Regions from separate parts of the Anser cygnoides genome. Here region 2 is linked to region 1. Evidence: chromatin contacts called from public Hi-C data. All regions are on one chromosome and are shown on one strand. The core of a region is the stretch at or near the end of the contact, and the rest is flanking DNA. Distances in the headings are between cores, read along the strand shown.

Region 1 (7,670 bases), core at 2,365-4,864:
CTCAGACCAAGCAGGTAACTGGAAAAAGCTGGCAGAAGAGTTTGGCATTCAGCAGAGGCACGTCTTACTTTTCCATTTAAGCATCATTCCATCCTCAGGGACCGATTCCCTATCAGCAGATAACATTTGTGCCTTTGGCAGTTCCTCTGTTTGCCACCCCTCCCCTTTGTCAGCAAATCAGAACTAGTGAGTTTGGGCACTTGAAACTTTCTTAGGGTTTTCAGCTGGCAGAACGCTGCACCTCTTCTCACGTTTGGGGAGTAAATTGATCTCATGGGTGTCCTCTTTATATAGCAGCTCTGAACCACGCTTAGCTCTGGTTACAGTTCTTTATCACTGCTAAGCAGTGCCTTTCTTTTTCTGATACTGATTAAATAACTTCTCCGTTTTGTTTCCAGGTGGAAAGGATACAAGCTACCACCGCTCAGCGGCTTCTCCGGATGCTGCAGATCTGTGCTGGTCACGTACCAGGAGTTTCTGCCCTGACTTTTGGCTCGCTGATGAGGAGCTCTGCTGATGACTAGCTTCTTGTTGTGAGAATTCGTACAGGTTCATCACTTTTCTTTAGTTCCAGGCATTCAAGCTGCTGCTGTTGTTGGAATCACTTTAGGAAGCTTTATTGCCTGACTTATTACAAACACTCATGCAGAGCTGTTTGTAGTTGCTAGCCTGTCAAAAAAGCTTGATTTCTGTTGAGTGGATAAGGTATAGGTGGTGGGGAGGGAGGATAGTTTGAATTGGGGATCCCTAACTGTTGCTACATCTGAGTCCCGTTTCATGGTGAAGTTTAGATTTCGCCCATTTGCCAGTGGCCAGGAGCTACACGTTTTAGTGAGAGAATATCAAAAATAACAGCCCACTATCCCAAATGCTGTGTGTCATGGTTGAATATCTTAGTTCCAGTAGACCAAAAGTACTAGAGGTGAGGCAGCAGGCTTCTGCTTCCTTGCAGTTGGAATACAGTACTTGGGACTAATGCAAAACCTCAGTGCCAGATTTTGTTTCCCCACCAAGAGAATAAAAGGGTGAGGAAGGCTGTCCTGCAGCTTCTAGATACACTGCAGTTGGCAGTTAATGATCCAGCTGTGTGAGCATCTGCCCAGTGAAGGGCTCAGCATTTCTGTGCCTGGTACATAATTGGGGAGGAAGGGACTAAAGAAGATAATCTAGCACTTTAGCTTTCTTTTATATCTTTAGAGAAAAAAGACTCTGTCTCTTAAGCCCAGGATAACGTGATTTGGACAGCTGTGGGCTGTTCTGCTGCAAGTCAGTCCCTGCAAACCGAGGAGCAGTTCTCCAGAGAGATCTAACCTCCGAGTCAACAAATGAGAAGGGTTGTAACTCAGAGTGTAGCAGCACTTTGTGTTACAGCCCTGACAGGTATGCAACTGAAGGAGAAACATGCAGCTTCTAGTGGAAATCAGATCTTTTTCCCAAAGTAAAGAGCTCCGGAGAGCTGCAGGACTGCACTTGTCTCTCCAGCATCCTTAGGGCTGAGGCTCTGTGCTCTGGGGCTAGCCAGAGATGAAACACAGCAAACTGGACTATAGCAGCATACTGAAAACATACGGTGTCGGCTTGGAAACTGGGCTTATACTGTGTATAGTCCCTTAACTAATAGGTTCCCATCAGCAGTAACTCATGCCTTATTCTTCCTGTCAGATTTTTTGATTTCTAAGTTAATAAAATGTATAATATTTAATAGCTCTTCGTATGTTCTTTGTTTAGATGTGTGGTATGGGCTGTAAAACCTACGAACATGTTCCCCCAGCTTGCCCTGGCAGTGAAACTGGTCCTTGCTGCATTTTGCATGTTGTTCAGTTCAGTTACTTGCTGGGCTGCAGTCACCGTTTCGGCCACGTGGTGGTGGCAAAAGCTTTCCAAATATCATCCTTACTGTGAACTGAATTGAACTACCTGGCAGAATATCATGTTTCTTGAAATACTGGGATGTTGCTTACCCAAAATTGCATGCCAGGTAGAAATGAAGTCTTGAGAGAATCTGCTAAGCTCCCCTTTGGTGTAATTTATTGAATCCCTGCTAGTCTGCTTTAACATCCCTAGGTGCAGCGCTCCGGCTGCGTGTGCTGTTTTGCTTAGCCTGTTTCTGACATCTGCCCATGAGCAGAAAGCAGCACTGCGGGCTTCATCAGCTGTGAGTGTTGGCAGTCCTTGCAAAGACAGCCCAGCAAGGCACAAAGCCTGTCTCCTTGCTCAGAGGACACGCAAGGTTGGTTGTCAGCTGGAACAAAGGAGCTGAACCAGTCAGCTGTGTTACGGAGTCCAAAAGGGCCGGACTCTGGCTAAAACCCAGCGGAGAAAGATGTGCAAACACTCATGGCCACGTAGGAAGGACGGGGCCTAGCGCTGCACCGCTGCCACTGCTTGCCACGACTGCGCCACTGGAGAGGGGCAATGGCGCCGAAAGACCGGTTTCTCCGTTGGCTGTGCCGGCTCGGCCTCGCTCTCACTTTGGGTCCCTCAAAATAAAATGAGACCGTGGTTCAGAATAGACTGGTTTCGATTCGCTCTCGACGTGCAGGTGCAGCCTGGGGGAGGGGAGGGGAGGCCTGCGGCACAGAACGAAAAATGAACGAGTCTTTCGTGTCCTCTGCAACTGCTGTAGGGCAGGGAGACTTCCGCCACCTAGGCCACGCTCCGGTTGCCTCTGATAACTACAGGCCTCAGGAGCGATTTCTCTGGCTGTGCTTTCTTAACTGGTGAAAATGAAACTTTCTTTGGTTCGCCCGGAACGAAACCCCGGTGCGCTACTGTCCAGCACCTTCAAACCTTGTGGGTTGTTTTCCATCGCTGTGTTAGATACAGATTTTTTCTCCTACCACTTCTAAAGGAGAAAGATGCTGTTTGTGCTGCCTACAGGTGGCTGAATCCTAGCTGGTACAAAATAAAAGCTAGTTCCTTAAGAGCAACATCTCGCTTCACCTTGGGGCAAATATTTTTCTTACTCTTAGGAAAAAGTCTTTAATAGAACTGGCAGGGGAAGTGGAGCGTATCTAAGAATATGACACTGTGTCTCAGGTCCATCATGTTTTACAACCGAAAGTAGTTGGGACACATCTAAAGCTACAGCTACAACTGTGTAAATACCTCTAGGAACTGTCAGCTATTGGTTTAGACAGGACATAACAAAGCAGAGCAGACGAGGCAGCTGAGGATACCTTTCATCTAGATGGGGTAGCCAGCGCTAATGTTTGATAAAGGTCTTGTGAAAGTAGTGTTTGGACTGTGATCAGGCACATGGAGGGCCTGAAGTTGAATTAAGGCTAGTCACTTGGGTTCTGTTGTGTTTGAACATCACCAAAGACCTTGTCCAGCTGGCTAAAATCTAAACTAACAGAAATATTTTGGAGTTTTTTTTCTCTTCATCTCTCTGTGCCTCAGTTCCCTATCTGTTTGGAGATGTACTAGAAGAAATCCCCCTCTCTTTGGCAAAAGTACTCAGCTTTGCTGGTTTGACTACTTCAATTTGTGGATGTTTTTGTTTGTCAGCTGTGCATCAGCAAAATTAGTGTGAAAGCAGTTTAATTAGTACAGTAGGACTTATACCAGTAGCACTGAAGTAAGCTTTGGTGAAGCAGTGCTTTTGAGCTGGTGGAGCTGAGTGAAACTAACGGGGGCTCTCCTGCTACAGCAGCGTGACCCACAGGAGCAAGATTTTGTATCCTCACCATGCTAGCCGAGCTGCTTATGGAGGTGCTAAGAGATTTCAGCACAAATCAGCATGGTTAGCATTATCTGTCTGGATTATAGCTCTCTGTTAGCCCAGGTTTTCCAAGAGAAGCTTTTCTTGCTGGCTTTGCAGCACCAGCACTTAAATCAGACCAACTTTTAGGTGCAGCAAGACACGTGGTGTGCCCAGTCTGTACTGTCGGGGGGAGAGCCCGTGCGCTGATACGGGGCCTGGAGTAAATGATCTCTGTCCTGCAACAGCCATCGGAGATAAACCCAGCCCTGGCGATTTGCCTGCCCTCAAGCCTTGAAACTGGTGGTAGAGATCTAGACTCAAGGCCACCCCTAATATTTGCTCTGGCTGAACCTGGATGTCCCCGCTCTTCTGTCTCCCTGGGCAGGCCCAGGCCCCCGGCCGTCTCCCCTGCAGGCCAAGTGGTCTCCGTTTCCCACCCGTTCGGTGACCAGCTGTCCTTCACTGCTGGGGAAAGTGATTTGTATGCAAGAGAAAGCAAGGGCTGGCACAGCCCAGAGCCGGAGCAGAAACGCCGGGCTCGCTTTGCCTCCGTGGATGTGATTTCTTGCATGGCTCTGGGCACGTGTGTTAAAAGTCACTGTGCCTTGCTGGCACTGCCCGTAAAGCAGGAGCCGTGTCCTCCACGATGGGGGTGAGTTGACATTGGCACCGTGTTTTGGTGTCCTTGGGGTTACACATCCAGAACAGTGCTCTCCTGATGAGCTGAGGTTGGTGTTTGCCGCAGCTCTGGGGGAAGGTAAAGGGGGGCTTGGTGGGACCCTCCTGAGCTCGGACGTGTCTGCCCCTTGCCACCTGCCCCTGCAGCGGCGAGGCTGACACCAGGCTCCCTTCCTTCTCACAGGGCCTTGCAGCACGGCTGAGTTTTGTTGCGAACTGGGGCAAACCCACCTTCTGAAGTGCTGAAATTCCCCGCGCAGCCGAGTTGTCCTTGAGCTGGCTGGGGGGGAGAAATCAAAGTCTCTGGCTCTCTCTCACCGTTAAATATTAATACGGCGCGGCGATGCTAAGCAGGACGGATCCCCTCGGGCCGGCTTGGATGTGATGAGCCGGAGCGGTGGGATGCGGGGACTTAGGGGGCGATGGCACTTGCCCAGAAGCCCCCGCAGCTGAGCGGCGCGGGCTCGTGGCACGCGGGCCGCAGGAGGAGCTGCCACATGCCACGGTGCTGCGGTCCCCCTCGGGCTCACCGCATCGCGAGGGGCTTGTGTGACACGTCTAGCCCTGCAAGCAGCCCTGGAAGGAGCTGTGGATGTCCCCCTGCCCCGTCGTGTCCTTGGCGGGGGGAAGTCAGCGGTGTGTGAAAGAGCCCGTGCTTTACATACGTGCGCCTCCCCACCGCCGGCCCAGGTGCAGCTGCGGGCTGGGCACGAGAGCCCCGGGGGCTCTGCACGTCACAGGAAGGAGCACTGAGGTGGGGTGAGGATGAAAACAAAGCGAGAAGCTGCCTCCCCTTGGGAAACAGGGCCCCCGCTGTGGTGCGGGGGCTGCTGTGTCCTCTGTCGTCCGCATCCTCCCACTGTCACCTCCGCGCCGCAGCGAGCTGTGCCCGGGGAGCTGAGGCACCGCGCTCGAGGGCGGGCGGTTTGAGCGCAGGAGCCAGGCAGAAGCGTTGTGGTGAGCGCTGGCAATGCCTAAAAAGCCCAGATTGTTGGACACACCGCAGAGGCTCCCCCCGATTTTTGGCAGTTTGGTGTATTTTCCTTTCCTTTCCACGCCCTCAGGTTCTGACTGAGGCTGGGGGACCTGTGAGACACCCGTTATCGGCAGCGGTCAGCTCACAGCTCTCTCCACCCTTTGTGCTGGCTGCTTGCCCCGATGTCACAGCAGTGTTGGCATCGCCCCAGCGTGAACGTACGCGGTTGTTTTCCCCTGCCCTGTTCCCTCTTCGAACTCGCGCAGAGCTGACAGATGTGGAGCCCGCGCTGCGTTCAGCTGGGCTCCGACTGTAGCTACCTGTGGCTCTTGCTGCAGCCGAGAACCTCTCTTCGCAGCCATGTGCCGGCGTTGCCTAACTAATCCTCGCCCTCCCCACGACTCGGGGCCTCTTGCTGCTACGCTGAGCAGCAGATCAAAGGCTTCAGAGCTGGGGAAGCTCTGGGAACAGCATGGTGTTTCCTCGTATGAGTGTACCAGCAGCCTTCGCCTCGCTTTGCAGAGAGCAATTTTACTACCTGGTGCTCTGTCTCAATCTTTTCCATCCCCTGGTTCCCATGTTGTAACCTGACGTGCCCGTCCTGAGCAGTTCTCCCTCCTGTTTTCTGCTCCCGGGGAAACGGAGCGGAGCTGCTTGTGTGCAGCTGTTGCATAATGCTGACCTACTTTGAAGACGGGTTGGTGGGCTGCGTAGCGTTTGTCCTGGTCGGGGTAACCCCTCCGGGGCGTCACGTCCCCTGCTCTGGGCTCGCGCTTCCCCCGGCCCCGCTGCACGTGGGCTCTCACCTGCGCCAGGCTGCTCCCCGCGCGGTTTGGCTTAGCTCAGCCACTGCATGGGACTAATACGTAGTGATGGTGTCCTATAAATTATAGAGTCGGTACGTTCGCCATCTGCTCTGCGCTGAAAGCTGAGCGTGATTGAGACCTTCCCCCCTTCCCAAAGCTCGGCTCGATTGCCGGGCTGAGCGTGCGGCTCTCCTCTGAGTGCTCCTGATCTAATCAGGTGAGGAGGGAGGTTTGTAAGCAGGCTGCGATGTTCCTGCGCCCTAAGTGAGAGCCGAAGCACTGGCCAGCATCGTAGTGCCAGGAGGATGTGAGTAAAAAGTGAATCTGATTTCATGCTAATTAGGTTCTAAACAGAGTGAATGCTGATTGCGGTGGTCATATCAAAGAATCAAAATAGTAATGCAAAGAGCAAAGGAAACCCCAGAGTGATTCATATGAGAAGGGGAAATAAAGAGAGCCATGGGGGAAGAGGGAGTTTGAGGGGGACTAAATTGCTCTGCTTACCCAAAAGCAGAGGGGATTTGAATCAGATTATCCTCATTAGATGTCTCTTTAAAGCATCATCAAGCGAAATGAATGGTCTGGGGGAGAGCTTGCAGGCATGGTGTCTGCGATTATCACCAGGGATTTACAGTCCTGGTTATCTAGCTCAGAGACAAGATGATTAGAGGGCTAAAAAGCTGTATCTATCCTCATCCTCTGCATTTGGGGGGGGGGGGGGGGGGGGGGGGGGGGGGATGCTGTATGGCTGCATGGTTCTTATAAGCCCACACCCTGTGGCAATTGATCCCTGTGTTGCTGGGGGCACTGCCTCGGGTGGGGAGCACAAGATACGAGCGCAGAACCATGAAAGGCAGCCGGGCACTGGTGCTGCTATCTGGAGAGGGAGGAGAGGGGATGCTGTCAGCCGGAGCCTCGCGGCCGGCCGTGCGGCGGCGACAAGCTCGCTGCTGCGGGGCCCGTTTCGGTGCGGCGGCCGCTTGCTTCCCTGCCTCTCATCCCGGGCTCATGCCCGAACACGTGCGGCTCTCTCCTCTCGCAGCGCAGCAGCTCGTGGCAGCGCTGTGGGGCTGAAACCAGCTTGAGTTTGGCATCTGACCGTCCCGCAGCCCGCAGCCAACGCCGCCGTGCTGCGCCGGCTCAGCAGCTCACGGGTGACGGGGCAGCAGCCAAAACCAAAGATGCTGGCAGGGGTCCGGGAGGCCATCCTTGCACCTACCCAAAGATAAGTGTCCATGTGTGGCGGGACCCTGATGCACCCTGCCAGCAAATCAGTTCCCTGGGCAAACATCATTTCTTCTGGTTTGGAATCATTTGTGGGAGCACGCTTATTTTCCCAGGGTGATCTGCTAGTCAAATGTACTCACCGAACTCTTCCCGTGCGTGAGCTTGAAACTCCCGCAAGTAGCTGGCCACAAGTAAGTGCTATGCAAAATTCAATCTGGGCTGCTTAGCTCAGCTTTGGCTTCCAGACCAGCTCCGTACCCCTCGCTGCTGGGGCAAG
Region 2 (7,670 bases), core at 3,231-5,730, 380 kb before region 1:
TTGGACTACTGTTTAAAAAAAAAAAAATTTACAAAAATCATTAATGCTATTTTCCCCAAAAAGTCTACTGAGCAGCGTTATATTTTAGCCGTTAAACTAGTACCCTTGTTCTGTGATTTGTCTCTTGTAGTCTTCTTTTTACTGAGGGTTAGAAGCATTTCGTAAGTAATCCGTAAAATGTTGGTATTTCCTAGCTTAAAGTCAGCTGCTTACAATAAAAGGGCATCTGTGATTATAACTTCTGATGATACAAAAGCACTACGTTACGAATATTTCATTGAAAATACAGGTGTGGGTTGCAAGTCCCTTCAGTTCTGCCTGGTAACGAGGCTTAGTCAAGAGCAGAGCTTCCACGTCAATTCCTGCCCACCCAGCCAAGGGCAGTGGGGGTCCTCCCACAGACAGGTTTGGCCTCTGTATCCTTTGTTGTCACATGTGGCGTATATATTTTTAGCAACTTTGGATATAGCCAGCTTAACCCTACCTGACTTGCTGATCCCCAGGAGAATGAAGGAGGCTATGTAAAGTGAACAGCTGAGAAACCGGTGGGCCGAGCGTTTTCCTGCCCTGCTCTGTGTAGCTCAGAGCAGTCAGTCAGTTGCCTGAGCATTTTGTTACAAGCAAAACTAAAACCTTTGTAGTCCTCTGCTTCAAGCAAAGGAACGCGCAGCTACTAAGAGATGGCAAACCTCTTTGAGTTAGTGACTCCTGTGATGCTCTACACAGTCCCACGTGAATTTGTATCAGGTCACCTTCCTCCTTTTATTACTTCCGTATTTCAGATCACAGGGCTTAGTGACAGAGAGGATCCTAACAGCCACGTGCTTACCTGGTTGAGCTCTCCAGAGAAACTCCCCTGCGAAATGCTCCCCTCTTGTGACAGCAAGCCTGAACAACCAAATGCAGCTACATTTGGGTGATTAGCACCACTTTCATTTGGATTTTAGGGAGGCGTGTTCCACTAACTTCAAGGGATACTGTGTTTTAAATGTGTGATTTCCTTCCTCTCTCCTTATAAAACTGGACCTGAACACAAATTTTGAGTTGTTGCTTTTTTTTTTGTAATAATCTCAGGACCTGAAAGATTGTAGCATTTAGTGTGTCTTAAAAATGATGTACTGTACCAGCCATGGATTTTGTAAATACACCTGTCTCCCTTTTTTGTATTTTAATTTTTTAAAGTGTGTAAGGCTCTTTGCCAGAGGAACTGGTGCCTGCTTAATTTCCATCCTGAACTGAAGCGGGAAAAGGAAGAAGCTGCTGCCACAAAAGCCTGCATCAGTTCCAAATGTGTATACTGTTCTGGTCAGTTTAATGGCTGTTAGTCCTTAGTATTATTTTTTTATTTTTAATTGGGAAGCTGGTTTGTTCCCCTGCACATTCCCAGTTGTGGCTAGCAGAGCCCTATCAGGGAGACTATAAATCTCTTGTGTGTGACTACTTGACGTTTTCACTCCTTCCAGATACTCAGGTTCACATTCCCTGAGAAGTCTGATGTTTTCAGAAGTCAGGACTATTGGCCCTCCGCAAGAAGAGCTGGAGCGCATTTTTTGCTTTATCAGTGCTTTGTTCCAAACAGTAACGGGGCTTGTGTCCTATGAACCTTGCAGATGCCACCAGCTTCACCACCTGTTCCTGGAGGGACTTTCCCTCTTTTTCTTCTGCTTTCCTGAAAGGAGTGCAAAGATTTTTTTGGCAGCAGTTTTGCTCTGGGATCCACATTTAGGCAGCAGCCCCCTGTTCTGCAGTAGGAGCCTTACGCAACTGGGTGTAGCTGTTCCCTGTCCGTAATGGCGACAGGCATTTTTCATGAGTGTACTTTTTTTTTTATGTCATGTGTCTGTGCTGTATTAAATAAAGAGGAATGTACATATTAGCTCTGTCTGTGTTATTTCTCACAAAATAAAGATGTGGTTGGGGGCTTTGGGGGGGGGGTCGTTTCTCTTTGTTGTTAAATTGGATGGGGGGAGCGGCTGCTACGGCTTCCTTCAGCTGGGGCCACCCCGAAGCAAGGGCAGCACTTCAAAACTGCTTTAGAAGGAGGGGACTCTTCCTCCGGAGGCCATTATTTCAAGCCCCAGCCGAGCCCTCCTCCCTGGCCCTTCCCCGCGGCTAAGGGCGGCCGCCATTTCCCTGCTCCCCGCTCCCGGGCGGCGAGGGGCAGGCGGGAGGCACCGCCCAATGGGCGCCCAGGAGGCGTTGTCCATAAAAGGAAAGGGGCGGGAAAATGAGAGAAGTAGCACCGCAGCGCAGCCGTCTCCGCGGTAGCCCCAGTGGCCTAATGGATAAGGCATTGGCCTCCTAAGCCAGGGATTGTGGGTTCGAGTCCCATCTGGGGTGGACTTCATTTTTCTACTCCGAGCTTCTTACCTTTTTTTTATTATTAATTTTATGTATGTATTCATTATTTTACTTTTTTTATTTTTTTTTAATTTTGGCCAAAACGCAGACCCCGAAGCCCCCGCGGCGGGGCGGGCCGCACGAAGCCTCCCTCAGCGCCTGCGGCCGTCGCTCCCCTCCCCTCTCCCCTCCCCGCCCAGCAGGCGGCGAGAGCCCGGCCTCGCCTCTCGCCCTCCGCCGCTCGACCCCGGCCGCTCGGGGGAGCGGGGGCGGGAAGCGATCGCTCCGCTCGGCGCTCCGCAGCCCGCCCTGGCGGTGGCCGCGCCCCGCGGACCCGTTGCCGTGCAGCCCCGGTGCCGGCCGGTCGGAAGATGGCGGCGCTGGGCTCCCCGCTGCGGACGCTCCGCGGGCTCCTCCGCGAGCTGCGGCTGGCGAGCGGCCCGCCCGGCCGGCCCTACCGGGACACGGCCGCCTACCGGCACCTCCTGGCGGCCTTCCGCGCTCACCGGGTACGGCGGGGGCGCCGCGGCTCCTTCCCCTCCCGCTCCGCCCCCTTTCCCGGCGGCGTGAGGTGAAGCGGCCGGCCCTTGTCGCCTCCTCTCCGCAGGTCACCAGCGAGAAGCTGTGCCGGGCCCAGCAGGAGCTGCACTTCCAGGCCGCCACCTACCTGTGCCTGCTGCGCAGCGTGCGGCACCTGGCCGCCCTGCACCACGAGTACCACGGCAGGGGGGAGCGCTCGCCCGAGGAGGTGGCCGGCCTGGTGGGCTTCCGCCTGCCCCAGCAGCCGGGAGGGAAGGGCTGAAGCGGCCGCCGTGCGCCTGCCGTCGGTTCCCCAATAAACGTGCCCCGGTAGGGGAGCCGCCGAGGCCCTGCTGGCTTGTGTTTCTTGGAGGTTTTCAGTCAGCGGGTGTGGGGTGAAAGGGGAGCAAGAGGGGATCCCCTCCCGGTGGTTATCGAGTGTATCCGACCTGCCTCTTCGTCTGGGTGTCCGGTGTGACAGGCAGCCTCAGGGAATGAAGGGGTTACCTATAATAGAAAACTAGGCTAAAAACCTCACTGTCCAGCTATCGTAAGGCAGTTAAAACTTTCTTTTCTTCCCCTAAATCTGTAGGTGAAGGGATTTGCCCATTTTCTGTAGGGTTTTCCTGCCATGTTCTGTACATTGGGAATTTTCCAATGGAAAAGGAAAAGCCCGATTTCCAATTCCAATTCCCAAAGGAAAGGCCCTTTCTTTGGGGCATTAGAAGGTTCTTGTGAGTGCTGCTGTACTACTTCCTCACCTTGAAGATTTTCATCCGTGGCAATGACCTAGTGATAATGACTCAGAATACTGCTTCCTAGTGAACTGCAAATTTCTGAATGTCTTGAAGTGGTTGGCTCAGACTAGGCCTTTTGTGCCTGTTTCACTGTGAATCTTGGAGAAGCTTCCTTAAGCAGTGAAGTGATGCCTGTCAGTAACACCAGATGTGTAAGTCAGACGACAGTGAGTTACAGTCCAAGCGATAATGCTGTTTTCTTGTCCTGCGACCTGGAACAGCAAGCTTCTTTTTATAAGGAAAGAAACATTGGTTTCAGTTGTCAGAAGAGGCTTGTTCTGTGCCAGATGCTTAAGAAACCTGTACCAAGGGTGACTTACAACGGCTGTAAATGCGAGGCTGGGCTGTAATTGCGGGAGGAGCTTAATAAAGAACGACCAACAAAAGAGCGCTTGGCTGGGCTTTGCCGGGAGGGAAGACAAAGCGTGCTGTCAGAAACGCGCTGCGAGCCAAACCGCTTCCCCTCAACGCGTGCCCTCGCTCGCCTCTCCCCTTAGTTAACACCAGCCCAGCCCCGGGGCAGCGGGCGGGCGGAGCAGCCCCTCAGGCCCGGGGCGCTGGGGCCAGCAGAGGCCGGCAGGGACGCGAGGCGCCCGGCCGCCCGCAGCGCTGCCCCCTAAGATGGCGGCGGGCCGCGGGGGGAGGCTCCGGGGCGCCCAGAGCGGTCCTCGCGTCACAGCGGCTCCGCGGGGCCCCCCCGCCAATCACCGCGCCGCGCGTCGCGGCCAATGGCTGGGCGCCGAGCGCCGGCCGCGCTGACGTTGGCGGGGAGGTGGGAGGCGAGGAGGAGGAGGGCGCGTGCGCGCGGGTTTCCGTTAGCGCCGGCGCGCGCGCGCGTGGCAGGCGGGAGGAGCGGCGGGGGGAGGGGAGGCGGCGGCGGCACCGAGCCGGGCGCGGGGCAGAGGCTCCCCCGCTCCGCCCTCAGCGTCAGCGCCCGCTGCTCTCGCTGCACCTCCGCGTCCCCCCCGTGCCCTCGGCGGGGAAGCGGGGCTCCGCCCGGGCCCGCACCGTGACGCGTAGGGGGAGGGCCTCGGGCCGCGCCGGGCCTCGGGCCTTGTAGGCCGCAGTCGGCGTGAGGCGGCCGGGCCGGGCCGGGCCCCCCCCGCGCTCAAGATGTCGGCGCAGGCCCAGATGCGCGCCATGCTGGACCAGCTCATGGGCACGTCCCGGGACGGTAAGCGCCCCCCGGCCGGGGCCGCGCTCGGAGCCGGGGCGGGGGCCGGGAGGGGGCCCGACGAGCCGCCGCCGTTGTCCGCCCGCTCGCCCGCCCTAGGAGCGGGCCCGGGGCCCCGCGGGGACGATGCGGCCGCCGGGGGCCGCCGCCGCTCTTGAGGCCCAGCCCGGCCGCCGAGCGCTGCCCGCGGGGCCCCCGGAGAAGCGGAACCGCGCCGCGGCAGGGCCCGGCCGCGTGGCTCGGCCCCGCGGGGAGCAGCGGGCAGCCGCGGCCGGGCGGGGGGGCGCGGGCAGAACAGCCCCAGCCCCCCCCCCCCCTTTGGCGGAGCAGGGCGCTCGTGTCACTGTAGTCTGAAGTCTGACCCAAACCATCATTTCTGCCGGCTGGGTGGGTCTGCCTGCTGCTCTCTGAAAGAGAGGGTTTAGTCGCTCCCAGCGGATGAACTCCCCCTATTTTTTTTTTCCCCTTTGTTAAAGAAAATCACGTTTTAACACCTAGAGGCAGTAATCCTGAGACAGAGAGACACGGTAGTTACAATCAGGCTTCTGATCACTTTGCGGTCACATCGTGAAATAGAAAATTATCACTGCGTACAGGTTCTCAGATTTATTTTTTTTTTCACGCTCCACAGTGATGTTTGAACGGCAGTGATCCGTAAGTGTAGGTAGTGTGGCGACTGCTAGGGAAGGGGAGGCCCTGGTGTGATGTGTAGTATCTCATTTATGAACAAGAGAATGCTGCCCCTGAGGGTAGACTGTGGTTACAGATGATTTTAGTGTTCTGCATGTTGTACTCACTCTCGCAGGTATGCTACGTGTTTGTTGAAGCTTCGTGATTTATTAATGATTATCTGTGTTCCCATGCACTGGGTAGGATATATGAACTGGGATTTACTTTGCACGTGCCGGTCATCTCTTGGAACCAGGGCAATATGATCTTTTCAGCTTTTTTGATAGGGTTTGGAATTTTAAATAAATGTAACAAGTTTTCACGTACCCAGGATATCATGAATGCTTCCTGCTACGTGCTTACAGCTGTTCTAAACAGGGGCACGATAACCTCATAGGAAATTTACTATTATGCAGAGGTTGCCTTCGAGAGCAAGGCTGGTTAGCGAGTAGTCAGTGTGCAGGATCTGACTTGGAGTGATTTTTTTGTCTCATCCCAGAAGATTTTGAATGCTTCCTGTTGTGGTGTGAGTGCTCAGCTTGGCCATGTAACATGGTGCTCATGAAATTCAAGGCTTCCCAGCGCTAGCACCCAGCTGGCTGTCTCAAAAGGGTACCTAAGACTGCACAGGAAGCTTAAAAGGGGTGAAGGCTTTTGCAGTTTTTGAATGCGTTTTCCGCTGGCGGTGGAAGAAGGGCGACTGACATGTGAGAGCTGCTTAAAGATGCTAAATGACAGTTACACTTAAGACCTAAGCTAGGAAAACCAATCGCATACTAGGTTTCCCTTAGCTTTGTGAGAAAGCAGTCATTTTATTGATAACTATATTGCCCCCTCCCACCCAGCTTGTAAATCCGGAGCTGCGGGTGCTGAAGTGAAAGTGGCTTACTGAGAGGAAGCATCTAAACAAAGTTGACGGGATGGGGAAGGATAAGGAAAAAAGGCTGTTTGCAATACTGGCTTCTATTATTGGATTAGGTGGAGAATTGGGGATCTCAGTGTAACACCATTTTAGTTCTTTTTAAAAAATAAATAAAAATTCCAGTGGAGCATTATTTAAACCAGAGTGCTCCCAGGGACTGAAAATCATCATTTTCTGTGAAGCTGGCACCCTTGTAAATTCAAGGCCAGGTTCAAGGTCACTGAAATATTGCTAGCCTTGTGAGTAGTGGGTTTTGGCTTTTTTTTTTTGTTTCGCTCCCCCATCACCTCTGACAAATACTCTTGTTTCTAGTAATATGCAAATCACGGCTTTTTGTTAGAGTGTGGCATTTCTTGGTAGAGTGGAGCTCTTGTTTCCTCACCTGTCCCCATTGCCTTATATTTTGCTCTACCTGGCAATAGAATGGATCTTAAAATGCTTCTAAAAATACCATTTCTATATTCTGTTCAAAATTACCAAAGTGCCTTTGAATTTCCCAATCAACAGAATGTTACCCTCTACGCAGTCTGGTGGATTTTTTTTGGTTGGTTGTCTTTTTTTTTTTTTTTTTTGGTTGGAAGAGGGACTTCACATTAAAATTCTCAGTTATATTAGAAAAGGCAGATCAAACGCTTGGTCTGAATTTGGGCAGCGGGGCAGACACGCTTGCAGTCAGGCGACACCTCTCCACGCGTGGAACATCGCTCGCTGCCCGGTACCTGCTGGGGTGTGCCGTTGGACGGGCTCTGCCAGCCACCCTGCTGGTGCCCTCCCGTTCCCTGGCGGGGAGGTGGAGTAGAAGGGACGTGGCAGGTGCTGTGTAGGTGTTCCTGGCGAGTTGCAGTTCTTAGAGGCAATTGGGGATATCTAAAAAGCAGTTGCATTGCTAAAGCCGCTATGGTGAAATTGTGCTGTAAATGACGGGTAAAGAGAGCTCTGTGAAGCACCTGCAAAACCACATTATTTAAAAATGAGCGGTTTGGTATTCAACATCTTAAATAAATTTACCTAACCTGAAGTTCACTTGCGTGCTTCTCTGATAAGAGGTAAAAAAGACTGGGTTGGACGTGGACCATACCCCAAATAAGTAAATAAATGCAGCTTAGATTGAGATGTCAGTAAAAAGCTGGACTAATTGAATATAGTCATGACTACAGATGGAAAACAGCGTACTCTGAAGTATGTCACTGCGGGCACTGATAAGCTGGCATACCTAGAGAGGCTTAAATATAAACTGCTGAGTATGTAG

Evidence for each region. Hi-C and Micro-C count contacts between places; a contact is called where the count stands out from the background.
Region 2: a Hi-C map of liver shows a contact between it and region 1, with 12 times the contacts expected there. The contact joins the promoter of LUC7L2 here to the enhancer-like site in region 1. A contact is called at or near these places in 2 of 7 Hi-C or Micro-C datasets (both in liver).

The regions. Positions count from the first base shown.
Region 1 is chr1:44,130,710-44,138,379 of Taihu_goose_T2T_genome, reverse strand. CENPM (centromere protein M) reads left to right here. Exons shown (of 6, transcript XM_048078878.2): 6 at 399-1,704. The coding sequence ends at 524. Among named protein-coding and RNA genes, the nearest start is that of TNFRSF13C, 5.9 kb to the right of the region's middle. Within about 2 kb of position 3,614, at least 2 of the 3 cell types and tissues checked have open chromatin away from gene starts, as enhancers often do. A contact at or near this core is called in liver, where this site is marked.
Region 2 is chr1:44,507,901-44,515,570 of Taihu_goose_T2T_genome, reverse strand. LUC7L2 (LUC7 like 2, pre-mRNA splicing factor) reads left to right here and starts at 4,480. Exons shown (of 10, transcript XM_048078893.2): 1 at 4,480-4,830. The coding sequence starts at 4,770. FMC1 (formation of mitochondrial complex V assembly factor 1 homolog) reads left to right here and starts at 2,607. Exons shown (of 2, transcript XM_048078896.2): 1 at 2,607-2,849; 2 at 2,948-3,206. The coding sequence starts at 2,712. The coding sequence ends at 3,142. It overlaps TRNAR-CCU (transfer RNA arginine (anticodon CCU)), which reads left to right and starts at 2,268; the gene lies at 2,268-2,340.